Regions from separate parts of the Mus musculus genome. Here region 2 is linked to region 1. Evidence: chromatin contacts called from public Hi-C data. All regions are on one chromosome and are shown on one strand. The core of a region is the stretch at or near the end of the contact, and the rest is flanking DNA. Distances in the headings are between cores, read along the strand shown. Region 1 overlaps Smyd3 (SET and MYND domain containing 3). Region 2 overlaps Kif28 (kinesin family member 28).

Evidence for each region. A called contact is a pair of places that touch in the nucleus more often than the background predicts.
Region 2: a contact with region 1 is called in a Hi-C map of embryonic stem cells, with 4 times the contacts expected there. The contact joins two enhancer-like sites. A contact is called at or near these places in 9 of 39 promoter capture datasets (the C10 cell line, HPC-7-derived erythroid cells, embryonic stem cells and 4 more), 9 of 484 Hi-C or Micro-C datasets (CD4 T cells, the CH12 cell line, centroblasts and 3 more) and 1 of 115 datasets of contacts at active chromatin or transcription factors (stem cell-derived neural progenitor cells).

The regions. Positions count from the first base shown.
Region 1 is chr1:179,483,205-179,488,058 of GRCm38.p6, reverse strand. All of the region lies in intron 1 of Smyd3 (SET and MYND domain containing 3), which reads left to right. Among named protein-coding and RNA genes, the nearest start is that of Smyd3, 32 kb to the left of the region's middle. Within about 2 kb of position 1,703, at least 30 of the 459 cell types and tissues checked have an H3K27ac peak or open chromatin away from gene starts, as enhancers often do. A contact at or near this core is called in embryonic stem cells and trophoblast stem cells, where this site is marked.
Region 2 is chr1:179,732,822-179,737,388 of GRCm38.p6, reverse strand. Kif28 (kinesin family member 28) reads left to right here. Exons shown (of 23, transcript NM_001370897.1): 3 at 1,256-1,459; 4 at 2,991-3,026; 5 at 4,167-4,391. Among named protein-coding and RNA genes, the nearest start is that of Kif28, 10 kb to the left of the region's middle. Within about 2 kb of position 2,373, at least 15 of the 459 cell types and tissues checked have an H3K27ac peak or open chromatin away from gene starts, as enhancers often do. A contact at or near this core is called in embryonic stem cells and trophoblast stem cells, where this site is marked.

The DNA.
Region 1 (4,854 bases), core at 454-2,953:
ATGGGCTCAGGATGAAATCTGAGCAGAACAATAAACAGCACCAGAGTATAATTGCTGTGCTCCAGTAAGCTTTAATAACTCATAAAATATTTATCTGTGCTTTATATCACGTTAACTTTTAGATATTTTCATTGCAAAGTATATTTTTTTGTTAGTTTGCTAATTATAGTTGAAATTAAAGGCTCATTGTGAATGCATTCTCTTCTTTAATTCTGCTTTATAATTGGTTAAATCATTTTTTTTAAAAGAAACTTTATTTGGGTATAATCTCAAAATTACAGGAAAGTTGAGAAGAAACAGAGATGTTTCTTATGTCCTTTATCCAAATTTAGCAAAAGTTAGCATTCCCCATGTGGGCTTTGTCATGTTTAGTTGCTCTCTATTTATACACACATACATTTATTTTTTGAACCATTTTAAGGCTAGTCTGCATATGTAATTTTTTTTTTTTTTTACTTAAATAGTTCATGTATGCTTGTTTCCCTCTCCTCTTTCTCCTTCCTTTTTTTTTTTTTTTTTAAATAAGGATATTACATTGTCCGGGTTGGCCTTGAATTGCCTGTGTAGGAGAGGTTGCCCTTGAACTTCCTATGTAGAAGTTACCATTGAACTTGCTATGTAGGAGAGGCTGGCCTTGAACTTGAGGGTGACCTTGAACTGTTTCTGTTTTTACCTCCTAAGTACTGGAATTAACAGTCTTGAACAACAGTGCTCAGCTCGTTCTCTTTGTCTTTCTGTCTCTTTCCTTGTGGATACATTGAGGGGTGTGTGTGTGTGTGTGTGTGTGTGTGTGTGTGTGTGTGTGTGTGTGAGAGAGAGAGAGCACGTGCACACTGCGCACACACATACATACATATATCTACACATGTATGTATGCAGAAGTCAACCTTGAATGTTTCCCCTTGATCACTGTCTTCCTTGTTTTACATGAGGTAGGATCTCTCACTGGGACCTGTTGGCCACCAGTCAGGTGGGGCCAGTGAGCGCCAGCGAGCCTCCTGAGTCCATGTCCTCAGCACTACAAATGTGTGGCACCGCCTCTGACTTTTCACGTTTGCATGGTCCACACTTTACCCACTGAGCATTTTTCCAGCCCCTCGGCTTGTATTTTCTCAGAACAAGGATGTTTTGTTTTTCCTCCGTGTCCTGCTAATATTTCTCTCTTCCTCGCTGGCATCTTGCCTTGCCTGGTACTTGCCTTTTAGTTAGGCTGGCCTTACAGCAATCCTCCTGCCCCAGCTTCCTGAGTGCTGGAAGTATGTAAGTTTGTACCATCCGATTTTGGGTGGATTATTTTTGTGGAGTAGCAGCAACGGATTCAATCCCAGGGCCTCATGCACACTAGGCAGGCATTGTCCTACTGAGCAAACCCCCAGCCTCACACAGTAGGCTTTATCTAGTCTCTGTTTCTTTTCTTCCCATCTAAATCTATTCTGACGGCACACATTGCATAAACTTGTCGTATCCCTACTTTGTTATTGTGGAATTGTTCTTTAATTGTGACCATTTTTTTTTCCAGGCTACATTTTGTAATTAAAATAACTTATTTGCACAATATATAGTGACCAACCAAATGAGGTAGTCAACATTTTCCTCCTAAACACCTCATTTGTTTGTGTTTGTGGCTTTGAACTCATTCCAGTTCTTCACTGAATACATTACACTGCTCTGAAACAGGCTTCCTGCTGTGCTGTAGAGCAGTACCTTTCTCCTGTATCTGACTGCATTTTGGTGTCTGGTACTTGTCCTGTCTTTGTTCCTCTGCCCATACCCTTGCTCGAGACCAGTGACCTCTGCTCTTTACTTCTGTGAGGTCATTATATAAGTTTTTCGTGTGAGTAAGAAGATGCTATCTTGTTTCTGTGCCTGGCTCATTTCTTCCAGTTCCAACCACGTTGCCCCAAATGACAGGATTCTATTATTTTTCTGGGGCTGAGGACTGCTTCATTGTCTGTATGTCCTGTGTATTCTTTGTTAGGTTTTTGGCTCCATGCCTTGTAATTGTGTGGGAACCCTGCAGCTCCTCAGATAGGGTTCAGGGTCTGGGAGTGGTAGGCTTTTACAGCAGCACATATTTCAGTGGGAATGTCTGGGGCCTCCTGCTTTCCTTCTTTGCAGAGGGAAGTACTTCCTGGTTCAAGGTTGCTCTCCAGAGCTGGGGCTGTAAGTGCTGTGTGCTTAGTTACATTCTTTCTACAGCTACTGTGTTTCTTTCTCTGTGTGTTTCAGTACCTTTCCTAACCCACTCTGTCAGCTCCTACTCAAAAACTCAGTAAAGTAGCTGTTGGTTTTCTTTGGTCTTTTGTTGTATAAGACGTTCATCAGGTACTTCTAGGAAGCCATTTTGCTGAAATCCCTTCTGTCTGAAGTTTTCACAGTGGATTGCAGATTCTCTTTGTGGGGTGGGGCGGGATGGTGTGGATTCAGTGCTAGGGACTGAACTCAGGGCCTCATGCATGCTCCCTACCACTGAACCACTCCCCCAGGCCTTACAACACATCTGCATTTTGAGACATTCTCCATTAATTATTTTTTCCTACCCAGGGCCTCAGATGATTTTTTAAGAATGTCATAGCGTCCACCATCACATGGAGACCGAGGGCGTTTCAGTTACAGAATAACACGTTTGGATTAGCTTCCTTTGAAAATGGGCGTGGGGGAGGGGAAGGTGGGGGAGCTCGAGAGATGCTCTTCCAGAGATCCTGATGATATCAATTCCCAGCAACCACATGGTGGTTCACAGCTGTCTGTAATGGGATCTGATGCCCTCTTCTGGTGTGTCTGACAGCTACAGTGTACTCATATATATACAATAAACAAATCTTAAAAAAAAGAAAAGAAAAGAAAAGAAAATGAGATCGGATTCTTAGCCCGTGACACTTGGGAAACGTAAGATGATCTCAAGAGCCTGCATGTGTTCTCGAATTCTTCAGAATCTTTTCTTCTCATACATCTTCTCATACAGTTTGGAGCATGGATGCCTCCGCCCTCGTGCCTGTATTCTTTCCAGATACATACAGAACTCCAGGTCACCATGGCGTTTAGTCAATAGCCTGATAATGACTGGGGTTTAACCTGGTTAATATTCACTAAGGTATGGTAGAAACTTATTAAAGTTATACTTATTAATTAGAAATTTACAGTAATTGTGATGTGCTGGCTTGAAGTTTTCTTTGTACTGTTGAAGGCGAATAGAAAGGGATTTGCTTAGCTAATTAAGACTATAAACAAGAAGGGAGGTTTAATCCAATAACTATTTTCAAACACTTGTAAAATCAGCACAAACTAGGGATATGCCAATTAATATTTTTAAAATTAATTAAAGCAGTAATGTACTCTCTAAGGTTTTCTTTCTTGGTATTTGTTGAAGTTGATAGGAAATTGGACCTAAGGATATTTTTCAAGTTATCTTGTCTAAATTATATTAATATATCTGTATATATGCTATATTACTATCTTGTAAAAGCATAAGAAATCAAAACTAAAATTGTAAGGAAGCACAATCTTGGTTGTGATATAGGAACCAAATATGATAATTTGCATTATTTTATATTTTAAATATTAAAAAAGGTATTTCTTGATACCCAACCAGTCAGTTTTACAACTTGATTAAGACTCACTCTGGAAAAGAATACTGGATTCTGTGATAACCTTTAACCCCACATTAGTTGACTAATTTTTTGTTTTCTTTCTCTCTTTCTCTCTCTTTGTGCATACTTACGTGCATGTATGTGGATATCAGAGGACAACTTCTGTGAGGTAGTTCCTCTGACTGTGTGGGTTTCTGGGGCTGAACTCTAGCTGTGTCTCAGTTTAGGTTTCCATTGTTTTGATGAAACACCATGACAGAACGCAAGCTGGGGACGAAAGGGTTAATTTTTCATTTCAGTCACATGCTCCATCACTGTCCATCACTAAGGTAACTCAGGCAGGAGCTGGGGCAGAGGCTCAGGACCGCTGCTGACATGCTGACCGGCTTGTTCCTTATGGCTTGCTTGACTTTCTTATACCATCCAGGAGTGCCCACCCAGCAGTGATGCCAACCCCTGTGGGACCGACAATCCCCAATCAATCATCAGCTAAGAAAATGCACCAAGGGCTGCCCACAGACCAGTGCAGTCGTCTCCTCTCCTCTCTTCCCCTCCCCTCCCCTCCCCCAACTCTCTCTTTACACTGTAGCTGTCTTCAGACACCAGAAGAGGGCATCGGATACCATTACAGATGGTTGTGAGCCACCATGTGGTTACTGGGAATTGAACTCAGGACCTCTGGAAGAGCAGTCAGTGCTCCTAACCACTGAGCCATCTCTCCAGCTCCGGTGGGTCATTTTCTCAGTTGAGGTTCCCTCTTCCAAAATGACTCTAGCCGGTGTCAAGCTGATGTAGAAATGAGCCATCACAGTGTACCAGGCTTGGTGCAAGTGTTAGGCCATCTTCCCGGCCTCTTGATAATCTCCTCATTGTCATTTTGTTTGCCTGGTATCTACTGAGCGTTTCTTTACCCAAACCAGAAAAATGAGTAGCTGAGCAGAAAGTATGGTTCCCATTCTTGGTAGAGAGGTGACAAAATCATGCATGTTTTTAACTGTCATAACTCAAGGTTAGGCAAAGTACCGTGGGGCTGTTTATGCCAGTGTCATCCGTATAGTAGGAGGGCCTGCAAGGCAGGTTTTGGAAAGAGTAAGTGTCCATCTGGGATGTGACATTTGGCTAGTTTCTACAGGGTGTATCATGTCTGCATAGTGCAGAACAGTGGGTTGGACATCTCCAATGCTAAACCACTTTGAGTTTAAGAAAAGTGCTGTGACCTTGGATGAGAATAGAGTGTGCTCCTCACTCTGTGAGCAAGAGCCAG
Region 2 (4,567 bases), core at 1,124-3,623, 250 kb before region 1:
AAGCAAACAAGCAAGCAAACAAACAAAAAGTTTCCATTTTTTCCCCTGTTTCTATCTCCCAAAGAACTCTACCACCATGCCTGCTTTTAAAGGTTTGTTGTTGTTGTTGTTGTTGTTGTAATATATTTAATATAGGCGCTGGAGAGGTAGCTAAGAGCATTGGCTGCTCTTCTTCAGAACCGGGGTTCAGTCTCAGCAGCCACCTGATGGCTCACAGCTGTCTGTAACTAAGGTTCTATGGTATCAGATGGCCTCGTCGGGTCTCCAAGGACACCAGGTGGCACATATGTGGTGTCTAAACATACATGTAGGCAAAATACCCATGTACATAAAATGATACAAATTTAAACATATTTTATGAGATATTTTTATTATTTTTTTTAGAATTTCACGCATGCATATTTGTATTTTTATGGTACTCACCCCTTACTCCTCTGCCTAAACTTCTAGATCCATCCACACCCCACTCACTCTCCAGCTGTCTCCTTATTTATTTATTTATTTATTTATTTATTTATTGACTCCCCCAGAGACAAGTTCTGGCTATCCATATGTTCAGGAGTGTGGGGCCATTGGCTGGAGCCTCTCCACTTACCAGGGGTCACACCCTCAAAGAGAATTGTCTTCCCCTAGAATCCATCCACTGTCAGTATGCTCTACTGTGTGTGCGGCTCTTGAGCCCCTAGCCCTCTGTGCTGGAGTAGGGACTGGCCTGTTGTTGTGCAGGTCTGGGCCTATGAGATGAGTGTAGTGGTCCTTCTTGGGTCCTCCCTGACGTCTGTCTGGCTCTCACTGTCTTTCTGTTCCCTCTCTTCAGTGGTCACTGAGCCTTGAGGGGAGGGTTGTTTCTTAGAGTGTATCATTAGGCCGCTTTCTGTTTGTATAAAAAGCACCTGTGATAACCCAATTTGAATCAAGACTTCAGTGTTGTAGGCCATTACATTTTCAGCCTGTGGTAAAGTAATGCATTACATTACAGCGGTGTGTGTGGAAGGGGGCGGGGAAACTATAGATTTCATAACAGAAAAAATGAAAGACAGAAAAAGACTAGGGTGTTTTCACAGCCTCCCAACGCTACCAACCTGGAAGCTAAACCTTTGACACATGGACTGTTGTTGGGTGGCACCCTGGATACAAACTGTGGTTCTGTGGAGGGGGCTGTGTTGTGTCAGTGTATGCACAAATGCATATGTGTGTTGAGGAAACTTTCAGGAGAGTCACCGCCACTGGTGACATTTAACGGTATCGTTTCTAGAGCGATGTCTTCCATGATATCGGAAGGGGAATTCTAGACAGTGCCTGGCGAGGCTACAATGCTACTCTCCTGGCCTATGGCCAGACGGGCTCTGGAAAAAGCTACTCCATGATTGGCTTTGGCACAAACAAGGGTCTTATTCCAAGAGTGTGTGAAGAGCTCTTCCAAGCTATTGAGAAGCAAAAGGAAAATCTAGAACCCCAGGTATGCCTTAGTTATTCTAGATTCCCGTCTCCTGGGAATTTTACCTGTTCTTCTCCTTTTTCTTTTTTTTTTTTTAAGATTTATTTATTCATTATATGTAAGTACACTGTAGCTGTCTTCAGACACTTTTTCTTCTCTCTCCAGCCCCACTCACTCGATCTGGCCCAAAGATTTATCTATTATATGTAAGTACATTGTAGCTGTCTTCAGACACACCAGAAGAGGGCGTCAGATCTCATTACAGGTGGTTGTGAGCCACCATGTGGTTGCTGGGATTTGAACTCAGGACCTTCAGAAAAGCAGCCAGTTCTCTTAACCGCTGAGCCATCTTTCCAGACCGAATTTCACCTTTTCATTTTCCACACGTGGAAGGCACCATCGACTGTATTTTCAGGTTTATGCGTGTGTCCTAAAATAGGCAAATATTTATATATTGTATTATGTCATAGACGGTGCTGGGACTTGGACCTACCCTGATTTGGGCATAAACATGGGCTCAGTCTCTGAAGTTCACCCAGGTGCCAAGGGTGGGTCTTACTGTCCCTGGCTCAGGTGCCTCCAGAGCAAGCTTTGAATCCACTGAAAGTCGGTGGCCATCACTAGTGTGACTAGCTCCAAAACATGACAGTAAAATGTCCGCAAACACCCACAGGCACAGTCCTTGCTCTAGATGGCAGCAGAGATCAGACAAAACACAAGAAGACAAGACCCTGCACCTCTTGGTGCAGAGGAGGGGTATTTTTTTTGTTGTTGTTACTTGTTTTGACCAACTGTTGGTTGAATCCATACATACAGAACCAACCTATGGTTTGGTAGTGAGATGCCATTCTAGAAACTTCTGGATCACCTGGGTTAGTTATGTGCAATGAGTCATTTCTATAAAGCCCTTCCTAAAACCCTCCCTCAGCACTGAGTGGCAGAACCCGCCTCCTCTCCCCCTCCCGTCCCCCTCCCGTCCCCTTCCTCTTCCTCTCTCATTCCCTTCTCCTTCCCCTCTCCTTCCAATCTCATTAGTCTTCCTGCCTTAGCCTCCTGAGTGCTGGAATACAGTCCCTGTATGGTGTCCGTTTTGTTGTTGTTGTTTGTTTTGGATCTCTTATGTGAGTATATACATGTGTAAGTGATACAAAGGTACGTGCACACATGTCTGTACAGGTAGGTGTACATGCCTCTGTGCACACTTGTGGAGACCTGAGGAGGACCCCGATGGAGGACCTCCATCACTCTCCACCTTGGTCCCTTGAGAAGGGGAGTTCCCTGGTTTTTATCTAGACTGGCCGGCAGCAAGCCAAGCGCGCCACCTATCGGCAGCCTCCACAATTACAGGTGAGCGCCGGCAGCCCTGGCTTTTTTTGTGGGTTCTGGGATCCAAGCTCAGGTCCTCCTGCTTGAGCAGTGCCTCCCCAGACGATTTTGTGTCTTTTTATAAAATTCATTAAGAACAATGCAGTGTGACACATTTACTAGAGTATGTTAGTGTTTCCCTGTTATGTCTCTTCAAGACAATATTGACTCATTACTCTCTCTACAGGTTATGTTTAGCATGCTGGAAATCTACAATGAACAGGTACCGGGCTCTCTCTCTGTCTCTCTCTGTCGCTCTGTCTCTCTCTGTCGCTCTATCTGTGTGTGTGTGTGTGTGTGTGTCTGTTTCTGTCTGTCTGCCTGTCTCCCTCCCCAGCCTCCTCTGCGGAGAATCAAACCCGGGTCCTCGAACTCACTAAACAGTCTTTACCACTGAGCCACATCCGTCCTGAGAGCCCATGCTCTGACACACATACCTGAGTGACTTCATGAATTACTAACACCAAGGACTCTGGCTGCCTGTCATTCTGTAATGCATGTGCCTCCCCCCCCCCCGCCCCCCGTCGTCTCCCCCCCCCCCCCCCCCGTCCCACTGCCTCTCCAGCACCATCTCAAATCCCTTGTTCTTCACACTGTATGCTTTAGCCACATAGCAGCTGTTTTAGTTACTGTCTGTTGCTGTGGTAAAACACCATAGCCAGGACAATAAACAGAAGAAAGGGTTTCTTTGAGGCTTATAGTTCTGGAGGGTAAGAGTCCGTTACTTTTGCGTCAGGGAGCGTGGCAAAAGGAGGCAGACACGGCGCTGAGGCAGCTGCTGAGAGCTCACATCCGAACCCACCAACAGGAAGCAGAGCCACTGGGGACGTCAAAGCCTAGTCCAGTGGCACACCTTCTTCCACCTCCTACTCCTACCCAGATGGTTCCACCAACTGGGGACCAGCTAGCCAATATCCAAACATAGAAGCCTGTGGAGGCCATGCATGGATCAGGAGGAAGTGCTCACAGCACTCTTAGAAACTCAGACAGGGGGTTCTTGAACATAATTGAGCTGCAATTCCAAAAATAACTGCTCGACTTAAAAGGTAGGTTTCTGGGAGCTGGCAGGACGGCGCAGAGGATGTAGCTGCTTGGTGCCAAGCTTGGTGACCTGAGTTCAGTCTCCTGAACCCACGTAAGGGTGGAAAGAGAACAACGCCTCAAAATTGTCCTCCAACCTCCACACAGTGTTGAAACACTTAACTCAGGTCTAAGGTTGTCTGGTCCCTACAGAAACTCAGCATTCGACTACATCAGGCATATTTACAGAGCATCTAAAATTCCGCAGGCAGTGATCTAACAAGGAAAGAGGTGAAGTCCACCTTAAACACGACCCCAGCCCTTCTTCTTTTTCCTCCCACAGATCAGGGATTTGCTGTCTAGAACCAAAGCTCCCGGAGGCTTAAGAGTCAGGGAGGATCAACAGCTGGGGTTTTTTGTGGAAGGTCTGAAGTGGGTGCCTTGTGAGAATTATGCACAAATTGAAAAGCTGGTGGAGCAAGGATCAAAAATCAGGATGACAGCGTCCACCAACATGAACGCCAGCAGCAGCCGATCCCACATGCTAATCGCCATCCAGTTCAAGCAGGTGGGACCCTCCTCTGCCACAGGCTCCCAGGGGCCGAGTGGGGGTGGTGCAGTGAATCCTTCCAGAGTGGACCAGTGGGCTGAGGTAACGGCTTCCAACCATAGACCATGGAAAGAGGTGAGGGCTTTGCTCTCCCTATCTATCCCTCAATTAGGCTGTCCCATTACTTGTGGTGA